Linked DNA regions of Pan troglodytes: region 2 is linked to region 1. The links are chromatin contacts, called in public Hi-C maps. All regions are on one chromosome and are shown on one strand. The core of a region is the stretch at or near the end of the contact, and the rest is flanking DNA. Distances in the headings are between cores, read along the strand shown. Region 1 has its middle 270 kb from the start of CDC5L. Region 2 has its middle 300 kb from the start of CLIC5.

What was found. Hi-C and Micro-C count contacts between places; a contact is called where the count stands out from the background.
Region 2: a contact with region 1 is called in a Hi-C map of stem cell-derived neural progenitor cells, with 13 times the contacts expected there. The contact joins two enhancer-like sites. A contact is called at or near these places in 4 of 7 Hi-C or Micro-C datasets (blood, induced pluripotent stem cells and stem cell-derived neural progenitor cells).

The regions. Positions count from the first base shown.
Region 1 is chr5:50,552,937-50,560,559 of NHGRI_mPanTro3-v2.0_pri, reverse strand. No RefSeq gene overlaps it. Among named protein-coding and RNA genes, the nearest start is that of CDC5L, 270 kb to the right of the region's middle. Within about 2 kb of position 6,354, at least 2 of the 24 cell types and tissues checked have an H3K27ac peak or open chromatin away from gene starts, as enhancers often do. A contact at or near this core is called in stem cell-derived neural progenitor cells, where this site is marked.
Region 2 is chr5:51,590,443-51,597,787 of NHGRI_mPanTro3-v2.0_pri, reverse strand. No RefSeq gene overlaps it. Among named protein-coding and RNA genes, the nearest start is that of CLIC5, 300 kb to the left of the region's middle. Within about 2 kb of position 3,192, at least 3 of the 24 cell types and tissues checked have an H3K27ac peak or open chromatin away from gene starts, as enhancers often do. A contact at or near this core is called in stem cell-derived neural progenitor cells, where this site is marked.

The sequences.
Region 1 (7,623 bases), core at 5,105-7,604:
TTAAAAATAAAAAAAGAAATATTTATGGGACAATTACAGAACTGTATACTTGATACTATTAAAGGGTTCATTGCTAATATTTTAGATATATAGTGGCATCATGAATATCTTTTTTAAATTCCCATTTAGAGACACATATTGAAACATATAAGCGAAATGATATCTGACATCTGCGCTTTGCTTCAAAATAACCCAGGGCAGGGGCAGGGAGTACAACAAAGAAGAAACAAGATTGGTCATGAGTTAAAGATAATTGATGAGTCGTGGAGCTTGTTATACTAGTTTCTCTACTTTTGTATATATATTTTTTCACAAAAAATATGTTAAATGAAAGAAAAAGAATAAAAGAAGGGAAATACTAGTTAGGACTCTGAAGCTGAAGATATTGTTTCTCCTCAAAGAATCGCTGTCACCTTCTCATCAGCTTTTCCCAATCTTCCCTTTAATCAGATCCCTCTGGAAGCCTGTGTCAGTGGCGTTCACTACTCTAAAAAGCTCAAGCTGTGCAAAGGAAAGTCACATTGGGCTGAATCCTTGTTGCATGAGAATTTTAATAGTTGATGTTATCTGCATGACCCATCTTGCCCAAGCAGTTCTCTCCCTAATGAGTTCTAGCAGTACAAGGTAGGCATTCCACAAATGGCTTTTGCATGCAGCCATCTGTGAGTGAATGAACTGGTGAATGGGCACAGTTCAAGGTAGTCTGCTGGGCTGTGGGAGAGATGTGACTTAATAAGTAAGTCATGGTCCCTGCCCTAGAGGAGTTCACTGTCTACTGGGGGCTAGTTTAAACAATCAATGCGAAAATAATTCAGAACGAAGGAAATGCTAAGTAGACTCTAAGCAATGTGACATGGTGTGGCCAATTCCAAGCAACAAGGAGAGCCAAGTCTCAGCTCAAACCTTGGGGCCTGATCTCAGAAGGAGCAGCACCAATTCTTATGACATCCAGTTGCTTTTTACGATTCTTTCAGTTGTGAAGTCATAAAAGTTGTCCTACTCTAACAAATTCACCGGGGAGACTTGGCTGGCTACAAAGGAGAAAGTCTGTTTACATTAAAAAGGAAAAAAAAAAAAAAAAGAAAAGAAAAACAGATGAACTACTGCAAGAAAACCAAAAATCAGAAAAAGCTGTCGGTGGCTTAATATGCTCTTTAGCGGCTTCAGAAGATCTGACTCATGCCTTTTCCTAATATGTCTTCCCATGTCAAAATCCACCACCTCAAAGGGAAGCAGAAGATGGTCTTACGGAGACCATGCTCTAGGCAGCTGCTTCTGAATGGTGCCAATGTGTTAGCTCACCGCCCGAAGTGCAAAGTCCTTTTAGGAAATTGATTTTCCTTGGATAAAGTCACTTCCCTCTCTGCACCTCAGTCTCTTCCACTGTAAGATGAAGCAGTTGGATGAGATCAAGCATGGCAAATTTGTGGCACACTTGCCACTCCTTACCACTCTGTGCTCAAGACAGGCATTGCTAATTGAGCTAAGCACCTTTCCACACCGAGCCCAGACATACCGGGCCTACTCAGTGGAGGATTCCAGTCACACGCAATCCATCAGAGGGAAATGATGCTTGCCTCAAACGTACTTATCATCTCTGGCCTTCAATGTCCCAGAATTTTAAGTGAGTTTAAAAATCCCTGACACAGAGAGAAAACCCAAGCACACAATTACTTCACATCCAAAGGTTATGGAGAACTTCTACTTGCTGAGTGTCATGATGGGATTCAGGCAGAAGACAGAGAAGACAGGGCCCACTCACCCAGCTTCTTCCACAACTTAAGGGGCTTATGATTTGATTAGGGAGAGGAGACTTACAGGAAAACACAAGCCACAGCCTGACACCGGGGCCAGATCACGGACAGTCAGACCACAGCAAATGGAGGTGGAGGTGGCATGGAGTGGGCAGAGAATAGGAGACTTGAGCTGAGACTTGACGGATGAGCAGAGTAGACAAAACAGCCAGAAAAGCCAAGGTCATTCGGAGCCAGGCCCCTGCCCTAAGCTCTCCCGCTGCTCTCCTGAGTGATAAGCGAGCCCCTTCTCCTTCTGGGCTGTGTTTTCTTTGCAATGGGCTCCATTCCTAACCCATTTTGCAGGTGATGCAATATCCATGGGGATGTTGGGTGGTGAGGCTGTCCTAACAGCATCCAATAATAGGAAAGGAAATTAAGCTTGAGAAATCCACACTCAAAGGCATCTTTTCTTCCCACAAAGGAAGTATCTGGAAGAAGTTTGCTGGTGTGTGAGCATTTTATCCATTTCCCCACACAGACTGAATTTAGCACAGAGGGTGGAAATGAAAGGATCGGGGAGTCCCTGATCTTAGCTGCATAAACTGTAAGAATTCTGTTTTCAAAGTGGCTACCCCAAACCTTTATGCCAGAAATAGGGCTGACCAAGGCAGAATCTGCAGGTGAAGAAGTCTGTTTTAGCTGTGTGTTTAGTGAGATAATGTAAGACCGTATAATGGTAAAAGGCACTGTTCAATATGTGTACAGGGAAATATACTTTTATCTGTTATTGATTTCTAAAGAGGAGTAATTTGAGAATGTGCCTCAGCCAAACTGTAGAGGGATGGATTGGAAACCTATTTCATGTCTCTCCTGGGTCTGACCACAGGTCAGTCGGACAACAGACTGAAGGCATGTCCTCTCTCCACAGTGGCCAGGCTTTGGCTCAAGGTGGAATACAGTCCCTGGACTGGGAGCCCAAGACCAATTACCCAATCGGTCAGACCTTGCCACCACTGTGTGCCCAGTTTTCTGTCCCTTTGCATGATACAGATTACAAAGGATGGCAGTCAGGTGGGATTTGAGGTGTGTGTGCCCTTGTGGCAGAGGAAGCAGCTATTTGTCTGTTTAGGGTCCAAAATGGGGGCTGGGGGAGCTGGAGGGGGGCAGATGACTCTGAAGCTTAGAAACTCATCTGGTCTTTTCTGACTCTGTTACTTTTTATCCATAAATGTCCCCTAAGAGAACACAGAAAGGAGATTTGATTCTATTCTGCTTGCCCTCACCATGCTTCAAATCACAGTAGTCCGAACCAATGAAACTCCCAGAAGACATCTAGCCCAACACCACCCCATGTCCCCATTTCTTCTATTTTGATGTTTTTAATCAGCAATTGTCTGAGAAGTCCACTTGACAGGTTTGTTGGAATTGTGTCAATTAAAAATAAACAGCTTGGAAGTGGAAACTACCCAAAATATCTATGAACAGTCCAATGGATATATAAATTGTGGTGTCATCAGATGTTGGAATACTATACAGCAATGAAAAATGAGCAAACTGCAATCAGACATAATGGTAGGAAAGAAGGTAAAAGTAATCCATGATACAGAAGTTAGGAGAGTGGTTCTCTGGGGGAAATAGGGCTAGGAGGTAGTATGGTGGAGTTTCTGGGTGCATGTAATGCTCTATTTCTTGATTTAGGCAGTAGTTACTTGGATGTGTTCTGTTTACAGAAATTTGTCCAACTGTAGTGTTTGTGTACTTTATACATATTATATACCAATAAAAGATTTAAAAATCTATATTTTACTTATGTCTTGTATGATTCCATTTGTATGAAATATCCAGAAGAGGTAAATTCATAGAGACAGAAATAGACTGGCAGTTGCCAGGGGCTGGGTGGACAGGAGAAAGGAGAGTGACTGCTTAAGGAGTACAAGGTTTCCTTTTGGGTAGAACTAGGTAGAGGTGATGGTTACATGACATTATGAGTGCACTAAATGCCATTGAATTGTTCAGTTTAAATTAGTTAATGGTCAATTTTATGCTATGTGAATTGCACCTCAAAAAAAAATTCTATCTAGGATGGTCACCTTTTAAGGGCCATCTTTTTTTTTTTTTTTTTTTTTTTTTTTTTTTTTTTTTTTTTTTTTGCTTTTTGAGACAGAATCTTACTCTGTCACCCAGGCTGGAGTGCAGTGGCACAATCGCGGCTCACTGCAACTTCCACCTCCCAGGCTCAAGTGATCCTCCCACCTAAACCTCCCGAGTAGCTGGGACTGTAGGCACACACCACCATGTCCAGCTAATTTTTGTATTTTTTGTAGAGATGGGGTTTCGCCATGTTGCCCAGGCTGGTCTCAAACCCCTGAGCTCAAGCAATCACCTGCCTTGGCCTCCCAAAGTGCCGGGATCACAGGCATGAGCCACTGTGCCCAGCCTAAGAGCCATCTTTGTTGCTGTGATTCCTGTAGCTCAACAGCTTTGCCCTCCCTCACTCTTGCCATGGCTGCAGACAGCTGAGGTTGAGGGGCTCTGGTCTGAGTCCAGATAACTGGGGAGTTCCAGGATAATGCCCAGGGAGCTGGTACAGGGAAGTAGACTTAGACTTTTAAGCAGCCCACAACACCTCCTAGAGGTCCTTGGGCGACGGAGCCTGGGCTTGTGGAGTGCCAAGCTTTATCCGACTGCCATGTCAACACCACTCCAGAGTCAAAGACTTCCCAGGCCTTCAGCCCCATCCTCATCCCTGCCCTAGGCAAAGTTGGGTCTGGAACGTTTCCCCTCAGCCTTGGGAGGAAACTCACATTCGAAGCAGTGTGTGAGCCCTGGCTGGCGAGCGATGGCCACTCACACTGTTATCCCTTTCTCAGCAATAATGTTTAGGTTCAGGAAAGAGTTCCAAGATATATATAATTCCTCATGCTGAGTAAGGGCTTCAGCCTGACTCCACAGCTGCCCCGGCTACTGCTCTCTCCAGGAATATTATTACACCAGCACTGGCCCGGTGCTAGAGATGGGGTCTCTCAATGTTCTCATTATGTGCTCCGTATTTTTCAGGTCATGTAATTCAGCTGTAAAAATTTGCCCCTGGCTGCACCTGGCATAGGAGTGGCACAGAGGGGTGAGTTTATTTTTTTAAGGTACTGTTAAAAATAAATTTAATAAGGAAAAGAGAGAGCAAGAGACTGTGTTTAATTTGAACTATGAAGGAGAAGATATGAACCGAAGGTCTGAGATCCTGGTGCTTTGGCTGTATGTGTGTCTGTGTGTGTGTGTGTGTGTGTGTGTGTGTACGCACGGGAGACTACATGTTTCTCCTGTGTAACTTAAAGCCAGCTTTGTTTATTTAACTGAGATTTTCCAGATCGTTAGTTTGTGATGTGGCTTAGTTTATACTGTGCAATATCCCATTTTAAATACACTCAGGTACATAAGTGAAATGCAACGGAGCTACTTCAATTAGCAAGAGCATGGGCAGCAATTAAGTTTAAATGAACATTTTCATGAGTCTTTTCTTCCCCTTCCTTCTCTTAGCCATGTAATTAATGAGCCTCTGAATGAACCTACTCTCTGTCTATGGGCGTAGAAGATTTTGGCTCTGGAATCCAGGACATATAAATGGAGAGGAACGCAAAGGCCTCCAGGCTGCAAGCTGAGGGGGCAGGTGGCTGCCTTTCCATGTTGCTCTGCGTGGGTAGAAGGAGCCTCTCCCCTTCCAACAGCCTCACCTTAGGAATATAGGATAGGCCATGGGTGACCTTAGTATGTAAACCAAACCCCAGCACTTTTAGAGTTCTGTCCCACTTCTGGCTGAGAGAAGCTGTTTGGGAGATGCCACATTGAATATTGGGCTTTCCAGGCTATTTTCAATGACTTATAAGAAAAACTGGGATGTATGAAATTGGCAAGTCCTGGAAAGACTGAGATGGTCCCGGTAATTAGGAGGTGGGGCAGACAAAGGTAGGAGACTGATACATCAAATCGTCCCTTTTTCTGCTTGAGCTATGTTACCAGGGTTTTGGGCATGTCTGTGTCACCTGGAATCCAAGTGTGATTGTTTTCGTCCAGACATTCTACCAAGTGGAAACCAAGAGTGGAGGCTCAGTCCACAGTAAGAGAAGGCACAGGGCCCTGGACAGAAGGGCCTGGCTTCCAGGGGGATGGGGATCCCCAACGCGGGAGACTCCTTTCCCCTGTGACCAGAAGCTGGGGTCTAAGGACTCCTCCTGCTCAACCACATCCACTGGTCGGGGTCCACCCAGGCCAAGCACAGAGCTGCGGAGGGGCCGAGGGGGCCTCTGCCGGGAAATGGAAAGCGGCTCTCTTGGAGGAACTGAAGGAACCCCCACTTCCGTCTTCTGTCCCTGGTGCCTGCATGGCAGGACCCTGGGACCATGAGCCCACAACTCCTCCCCGGGTCACTGTGGTAGACATCAGGATCACCCCACGGTGCTCAGTGTTTGGATAGGGCACCCTCACGTAGCATCTCCCCCACAGGCCACCCAACCATAGCTAGGACACCTCTCTTTGGCTGGCCATCACCTCCACCCACTCTATTTGACAGTCGGTGGACGCTGTGTCCCCTCAGAAATCAGACCGAGGGTTGCTCAGCGTTCGGCCAGACTCGGGCGCCACCTGGTGTCTGCGGGCGTCCCTGCGGGTAGACTCGAGCCCCAGGTGTTTGCTTCTGTCTTTGTTGTTCCTGCTTCTTTTAGACCCAGAAAGGCTCTGTCGCAAGAGGTGGGGTCTGTCTCAATTACAGCGGCTGAGCAGGCACGGGTTGCCTGGGGACATTCCTTGATATTCATGTCACAGGACATGCTGTGCTCTGCACGGGTTTTCACACCTCACCATGAGGTTCTCAGGCCCTCAGTCAGGATTTCAGGGGTTTGTTTTGTTTTTTTAGGTAGGTAGGTAGGTAGATAAGGTAGATAAGAGTTTTGGGGGAAATGGGTTGTTTAGGAGTGAGGCTGGGTTTCTGTCTTATCTCAGCCACTTACCAGCTGTGGGATCATGGGAAAATTACTTTAATCTCTCTGAATTTCAGTTTCTTTATCTGTAAAATAGGAATAACAACACCCACTTCAGAGGGTTATATGAGACTTAAAATAAGTCCTGCCAAGTTCTTGACAACTGAAGGTGTTCAATAAATGTTAGTTCCTTCTTTCCTTAGCAAAGACAGTCATAGATAATAATATAGGTAGTAATTAAAGTTAGTGACACAATGAGAGTAATACTAATTTTTTCTTCCTTCCTCTTCCTTTGTTTTTCTTCCTTTCTTCCTTCCTTCCATCCCTCCCTCCCTTCCTTCCTTCCCTTACTTTCTTTCTTTTTTCTTCTTCTTCTTTTTCTTTCTTTCTTTTTTTTTTTTTTTTTTTTTTTGAGGCAGGATCTTGCTGTGTCACCCAGGCTGGAGTGCAGTGGTGCAATCTCGGCTCACGACAACCTCTGCCTCCCAGGCTCCAGTGCCTCTCCTGCGTCATCCTCCCACAGGCGCATGCCACCAGGGGTTCACCACGTTGCCCAGGCTGGTCTCGAACTCCTGCGCTCAAGTAATCCTGTCCGCCTCAGCCTCTGAAAGTGCTAGGATTATAGGTGTGAGCCACCGCACCTGGCCAGAGTGATACCAATTTTCTTCGTGTGTGCAGTGACAGGCAGAGCAGCGGCAGGGAGGAGCTCTTCATTCATACTTTCCTCCAGGCCCCTCCAGCGTTTTTCATGGCTGAGAAGGGGAGTCTGGGCTCTGTGTGGGGAGCCTGACTATAACTTCATTGAAGAGGCTAGTGGCACATTTCCATTCCAAACTGTATACAAAACTGGCTAATAAATAATCACTGTTGATCAAGCTTTGGAAAGTCCTCATCATCATTTACTGAGCACCTACTAT
Region 2 (7,345 bases), core at 1,943-4,442, 1.0 Mb before region 1:
ACGTTTGGCAAATAGTAGATGCTCAATTAATGTTTATTTTAAAATAAGTAAGTGCATAGGTACAAAGCAACGCTGTGCACCATGTTCGGCCAAGCCCCAGCCTGACCAAACAAAGTAAGTTATTGAAACCAGAGTCCCCACACTGAGAGCATGCTCTGCTGTTCAAAAGCGCCTTCATGCTCATTAGTTGCTATGACTAATGCAGCATATCGAAGCTTGCACCTGGCCTCGAAGGGATGTACCTCTCGGAGGTCCCTCAAAGAATGGAATAATACAGACATCCACAAACACTGAGAAAATCCTGTTCTCACAAGATTTTTGAACCATCTAAAGACTTTAAGACCTGTATCCTTACTACAAAAATTGCTGAGATTAGGAGCACACTGATTCATGATCAAAACTGGAGTGAATAAAGACCTCTTTTTTTACCACCACCACCAACAAAAAGTGTCAGAAGGGTACTGACATTATAAGGTGGATACTTCAGATGTAGAGGTCAAAAGGGCAAAAATGTACCAGCCAGAAAATTTCTTTTACTTAGCCAATCGAACCCTGTAGTCAATGACAAAGTCATGTATCTCTCTGGGCCTCAGTTTATACATCTGTAAAGTAGGAACAAGGAGGTTGGCTCCACATACCTACAAGGGTTCTTGAGAAAATAAAATTAGATTGTGTGAAAAAGATCTTTGAAAAATCAAAACGTATACACATAAACCAGCCACAATAAGTAAAGGACAGAAGATGTGAAAACCAAGGAGAGATCGTTCTTGGTTTTGAGTTAAAGGAGGTGTCCTTTCCCAAGACGGTACCAGGTAATAGGAACAACAGCGATGAGGTCATCACAGGTCATGTCCTGTCATCAGAGGCAGCGTATCACAGGGTCAGGGCATACTGCCTAGGGTCAGAGCCTCCACCGTCCTGGGTGTGAATACCAGAGCTGCCATCTGCAAGCTAAATAATCTCATGCTGGTCTTTTGGCCTCCCAGGTCCTTTGCTCACTTGCCTGTAAGGTGGACTAATATCTTCTTCCTCCTAGAAAACTACTGTACGAATCCAATGAGGTAACTGAAGCCAGAGCATGCAGAAGTGCTGCACAGATGTCAGCTCGGCCTGAAAGCACATCCTTCAAAGAGAACATTCCACTCTCACAGACCCTCTGAGGGGGAGAAGGAGCTTCCTTGCAGCTTCCTGTGTGAAGTTTTCTCAGGTTCTGCTTCATTGCTCTGGGTTTCCTCCCACCACCCTCTCTGTGGCACCTCCACAGCCTTGGAGGGTCACATGCTGGGAGGCAAATGGCCCTTTGCCTCATGCCCTGTCCCCCACTGCTGGAGGTGGTGCCCAGAGGGAAGGAAGAACAGCCTGGTGTGGTAGCTGGCAGCTGGTGGCTGCCTGATCCGGATGCCATCTCTGGCCCAGATGGCTCTAACATTTTCCAGTAGCCCCCAAGCAGTGCCCTAAGCAAAAGCGTGAATCAGGTGAGATTCTGCTGCATGGTTTTCCCATCTACATTTCAGTATCCTCCCCTCAACAAGGCCCAGATTCCCCCAAAAGTGCTGTACTAACTTGTTCACTCCTGACCACATCCTCCCATCAAATCCTCCTTGGACTCACAACTCTAAGACCCAGAAGGAAGGTAGAGATCATCTCATCTGGATCCTAACCTGGGTCCCTGAGCCCCCTAAATGTCCTAGCAGGCCATAACGGGAGTCCTAGAGGTATTCTTCGTATTTTTAAAGCCATTCATAAGCATATGAGTGTGCTACACATGAGACCAGACAGGCTAATTATGCCTCAGGTGCTTTGCTTTTGGATGGAATTATATCCACTGACTGTGTTCATTCTAGTTAGCTGGTGTTAAAGATTCTGATTACAAGTTTGTCATTTTAAATGTCAACAATTCCTCTTTCAGTAAATGTTGCTTGTGTCATAGACAGGCTTTTTTGTCTAAAAAAGAATCAATAGAGGAAAAATAATAAAAGGGCTCCTTTGAGGCAAAGAGGTGGAGAACCAAATCACCTCCCCATTTTACAGATGAAGACATGGAGTCCCAAGTGTTTCCCAAATTCATGCGGCTACTCTGGGGCAGAAGCAAGAGTTTAGCCTTGGTGTTTTTCCTTCTGCTCCAGCACTGCTTGTACAAGCTGTTCTGCCACATCCCAGGTTCTGTCCTCTCCTCGCAGCCCTGCCAATTATCAAGCAGCACCTAATAAGAAAACTACTGTCTCGTTGGCCAAGTGATGTACATATGTCAACAAGTCTTTCCTAGAACTGTCCTGTCCATCAAGTAGCCACTAGACACATGTAACTATTTAAATTTAAATTAATTACAATTAACTACGATTCAAAATTCAGTTCCTCAGTCACCCTAGCCACATTTCAAGGACTCAGAAGTCACATGTGGCTGGTGGCTACATATTAGACAGTGCAGACATGGCTCATTTCCACCATTGTGGAAATTTCTACTGGGCAGACTGCTGTAGATGCACTTGACTCTAATGGGGAAGGCCCCAGCCCTGTGACTGGGGAAGACATGAAGGTGCTTCTCATGGTATCAGGCTCTCTGCCTGGACTTATGGTCTATGGATCACCAATGACCTGGGGCCAGACCATTTCTGACCCCATTCCCTGGGGTCAGTTGCAACTGCAGTAAGTCCACCCAGGTCAGAGAAGGAGATCTTGCAACAGAAACAATCAGAAGGATCACCTTCTCCTTAGACAAGCCCTGTGGTTTCCATGACCAGAAACCACGTTCAAGGTTCAATCACTCTGAATATACATGTCACTCTGTCACAGGAGAAAGAGCACTAAAGGGGAGTCGGGAGAGGTGGGGTTCCAGCACAAGTGTTGCCTCTTACCAGCTGTGTGCCTCCAGCAACGCCCCCCTCTCTGGCCCTCAATCCCACACTAGGTAAACAACCCAGTCTTCTGGAGTCCTAAAATTCCACGCTGACCCCATCATCATTTCATTCCTCTCTCTCTGGTATGTGTCTTATCTTTCTTGGATGTGTGTGCATTTACAGAATGTTTCATCTTAATCAAGGACATAATAGAGAGGGCAGGGGAAATTGCCTTGGAGACTCCAAAGTGTGTGTTAACATAGAGAAAGAGCTCTGAAAACCTTCTAGGGCAGCAGAGGCTGTCAGGGTGCTCTTTTCCATGCAAGAATCCAGTAGAGGGGGATGTTGCATAGAGGCGAATTCCTAACAGGCTTTGCCTTCAGCTTGTCATTGTTAGTGCCCAAGCTCAGAGGGGAGGAAATGTCTTTTTCATCCTTGCGGGACCTCACATCTACTCTCTGTGTACCAGGACTCAATAAGTCTCTAAAAGCCTCTGGATGGACACAGGAAAGCCGCTGGTGTTCTTTCTGTGCATTTAACCCTAATGAATTTTCCCTTCCCATTTCCAAATTACAAAATCAAAGCTATTTTCTCAGGTGCCATATTTAGCAGCTGTCAGAAGTTGGAATCTGGCAAGATCAACAACTTTTGAATAGCTCAAAATTCGCTAAAGTCCCAGATGGGTTTTCCCCTTCTCTGCCCTCCCGCTCCCTTCTCAGAGCCAGCTTTCAGAGTCCACCTCGGGCGCCTGAGACCCGAGCAGTGTGCCTCTTTCAGTAAAGCATGGTTTTAAGGAAATAAAAACACATTTCCCTTTCACATGCCTCATTGCCTTATTTTCCCTCTCATTTTGACAAAATGGGGCTCTGCAGTCCTCCTCCTCAGATGAAGGCTGATTAGCAGCCACGGTCACTAATCTCTCACCATCTTCTTCTAAAAATGAGACTCACCCAGCCTCAGCACAACAACTAAGAGCAAAAGGTTCGTCGGAATTTCCAACTCCTGTGATTTCTCCCTTTGGTTCTTCAGAGATAACGGTGAGAGTGAAAGATGTAGAGGTGAGAGTAAGACACGCAGAGAAGCCCTGGCTATGAGCGCCCATAGTGGGCGTGGGGCAGCAGCCCTTGAAACTTCACGGTGAGATTCCACAGAAGGGATCTTTCCCTTGTAAATGTCCCACTTACGGCTTGAAGTTCAAGAAGGTAGGCCTGGATCCAGCCTCACCAGCCTGACCCTATGCCAGGCTTTCTGCAGCACTGGGAGGGAAGGGTGGAGAATGCTGAAGACAGAGATCTCCGGCAGTCACACCTTTCATGGAAAACAGAGACACCTGTCTTGATAGGTGAAGCTGTGGATGGTGGCTCAGCTGCTGTCTCAAAGCAATCAAAGAAAATGTCTGTGATAGGTGGAGGGAGATTTTGTTCCCCAAGGTTGGTTCTCCAAGCTGAATAGACAAAGGTGCAAGAAACAGGGAAATTCTCAAGCAAAATAAGTTGTATTTGCCGGAAAGTCTATCTGAGTGAGAATTCTCAAAATATTTTCTAAAGCTCCGAACTGTTTGGAGAACGTAGCCACAGTATATACAGAAATAAATGCCCCATTTTCATTAGAAGAGCCTTTGTGTATAAAGAGACGCATCCAGGCTTTGGGGCCAGACATTGGTTCAAATCCCAACCCTGTCACCTTCTACTCAGATAACCTCAGACAAGTCACCTAGAACCACTGAACCTCCATTTTCTCATCTCTAAAATGTAATGGCACCTACTTTTACAGACTTATTCCAGGGAATAAATAAGATAAACTATGTAAAAGCACTCAGGGGCCAGGTGAGGTGGCTCACCCCTATAATCCCAGCACTTTGGGTGGCCAAGGTGGGCAGATTACCTGAGGTCAGGAGTTCAAGACCAGCCTGGCTAACATTATGAAACCCCGTCTTTACTAAAAATACAAAAATTAGCCGGGCATGATGGCGGGTACCTGTGATCCCAGCTACTTGGGAGGCTGAGGTGGAAGAATCACTTGAACCTGGGAGGCAGAGGTTGCAGTGAGCCGAGATCGCGCCACTGCACTCCAGCCTGGGTGACAGAACGAGACTCCATATCAAAAAAAAAAAAAGCAAGCACTCAGCACCATGCCTGGCATATAGTCAGCACTCGCCAGATGTTAACTGCTATCATTACATTGCTAATGAAATAATACCACAACATTCTGAGTGTAGAGGTACAGACATACAAGAAAATCCTCTCTTTCTACAAGAAATTTCTTCAGGATTAAAATTCTGATGCCTGTATGACTTAAGACTAACCCACAAGAAAATGTCATGGGGGACTGTGATACATACTTCCTAAAATTTGTTTCCTGTTCTACCCAACAGCCCTTGTGTTTTTGGAGTTCTAAAACTGAAGCCATGTGGTCAGTATAAATGGCAGAGTATTAATCAACTGAAAATAAATATTTCTGAGATCCAAGGGCAATAAAACCCTGTGGAAGCACCCACCCCCTACCCATTACTCAAATTCAGACACAAAGAGACTGCGTCTGTCTTCATCCTCACCATGATGACCCTTCATTTCAAGCAATGGAATATTCACAGCATCATAGTGGAGCTTGGGGTACAAGTGGGGCATGGTGCTGATAGCCCTGTGTTCGGTGGGACACTGCCCTGGTGGTGGCAACTGGTGCATGCTTCAGTTCTCCTCCTTGATCCTCAGCCACGCTCAAGTCGGTGTTTGCTGTGCAACTCAGCGTCGCTGCTGCCCCTGCTCATGAGAATTACATTGTCATGTAATAAGTACCTTCCTTGAGTCCGTGAAAATAAAAAAAAATTCTTAAAAACAAAGGAAGAAAGAGCATCATTTCCACGTTTGAGGACCTCAAGATTGGTTAGAAATTAACTATGACACCTGCCCCAAGTGGTCAAGATGTTGTCCAATAATAAGTTGTCACCAGGCTGGGTGCAGTGGCTCACGCCTGTAATCCTGGGATTTCATGAGGCCGAGGTGGGTGGATTGTCTGAGCTCAGGAGTTGAGACCAGCCTGGGCAACACGGCAAAACCCCATCTCTATTAAAATACAAAAAATTAGTCGGGTGTGGCAGCATGTGCCCGTAGTCCCAGCTACTTAGGAGGCCGAGGCAGGAGAACTGCTAGAACCCAGTAGGCAGAGGTTGCAGTGAGCCGAGATCACACCACTGCACTCCAGCCTAGGTGACACAATGAGACTCTGTCTCTAAAAATAAAAATAAAAATAAAAAAGTTGTCACCAATAATTGAAAAGTGGGCTAGTTTATTCATTCATTTCTAATCAAGCAGATGCCACAGTGTTATTTGATACTAACATCTGATCTTTGATACTAATATCTGACCTCTCACTTCAAAAATTGGGAAATATTTCTTCACATGGTTCCTCTGACACCGTGAGCCAATGGCCTCTTGCTGGGCACTCATGAGGTATAGAGCCTAACATTATTAGCTTAATAATAACAACTTTTAAAAACCTAGAGAACAATAAAATGAATAAAGTGCCTCAGATATTGCACTTAACTCCGTTCCCTAAGTCAGCAGCTACAACAGTGCTGGTTTGAGTTGATTGATCCAGTTCACGGGCGGACCTGAAGCCGGCTCAGCCCCACATTTAGGTAAGATCTGAGGGGCGCCAAGAAACTTACCCTTGGTGGTGGCATTCCAGTAAGTTATTCATATTTTGAGTGAAGGGAGTAGGACTTTGGAGCTTTGTTTGTTTTACCTTTTTGTAAAGCAGTGGAAACCCTCTTTCAAACAAAATCTCTGAGGGCCCCTATGTAGACGATACTAGCGCATTGTTAAGTAGTATTTACTGTATGCCAGATGTTTTAACTCATTTAGTCCAACAATTCTACAAGGTAGATACAGTGTGCTGTTACTGTTCATACTTTACAGATGGCAAAATTAAGGCACAGAGAAGTTAAATGATATGCCCAACATCACACAGCTGTAGGTGCTAGAGCTGGGTTTCCATCCTGCCTGGTCTGGCTCCAGAGCCCACCCTTTCATAGATCACACTGTGTGACCCCAGTATAGAGTGTTTTTAAGGAGGCGTATAAAATCAGAACAGCTCTGGCTGGAGCTCTGATAGAGGGCGGAGGGTTCCAAGCTTTCAATAGTGACCCTCAGGTACATCCAAGGAAGATGAGGACTTCAGGAAACCAGTGGATTAAGACTTTATCTACCTAAGATCACTTTAAGATCACATTTACTTCTTGAGGAGTAACAAATTAGTGCATTAGTAGGAATCTATTTCCAATTACCAGGGTCTTTAGAGAATGAAACTTAGGTAAGTGGTGACTGGGAGTCCCTGGCTACAGGGCAGGGATATGGAGAGCACACGGGTAGAGGGAGCGCTGGACTCGAGTCTGGACAGTAGGAGGGGAGGGGGCTGAGAGAGGCAGTGCCTCCAGGACAACCAAGCCTCTACTTGACAAGCAAGCTGGAGGTCAGGCTAACAGCAGTGCTTGTGACCAGTATTTGAAA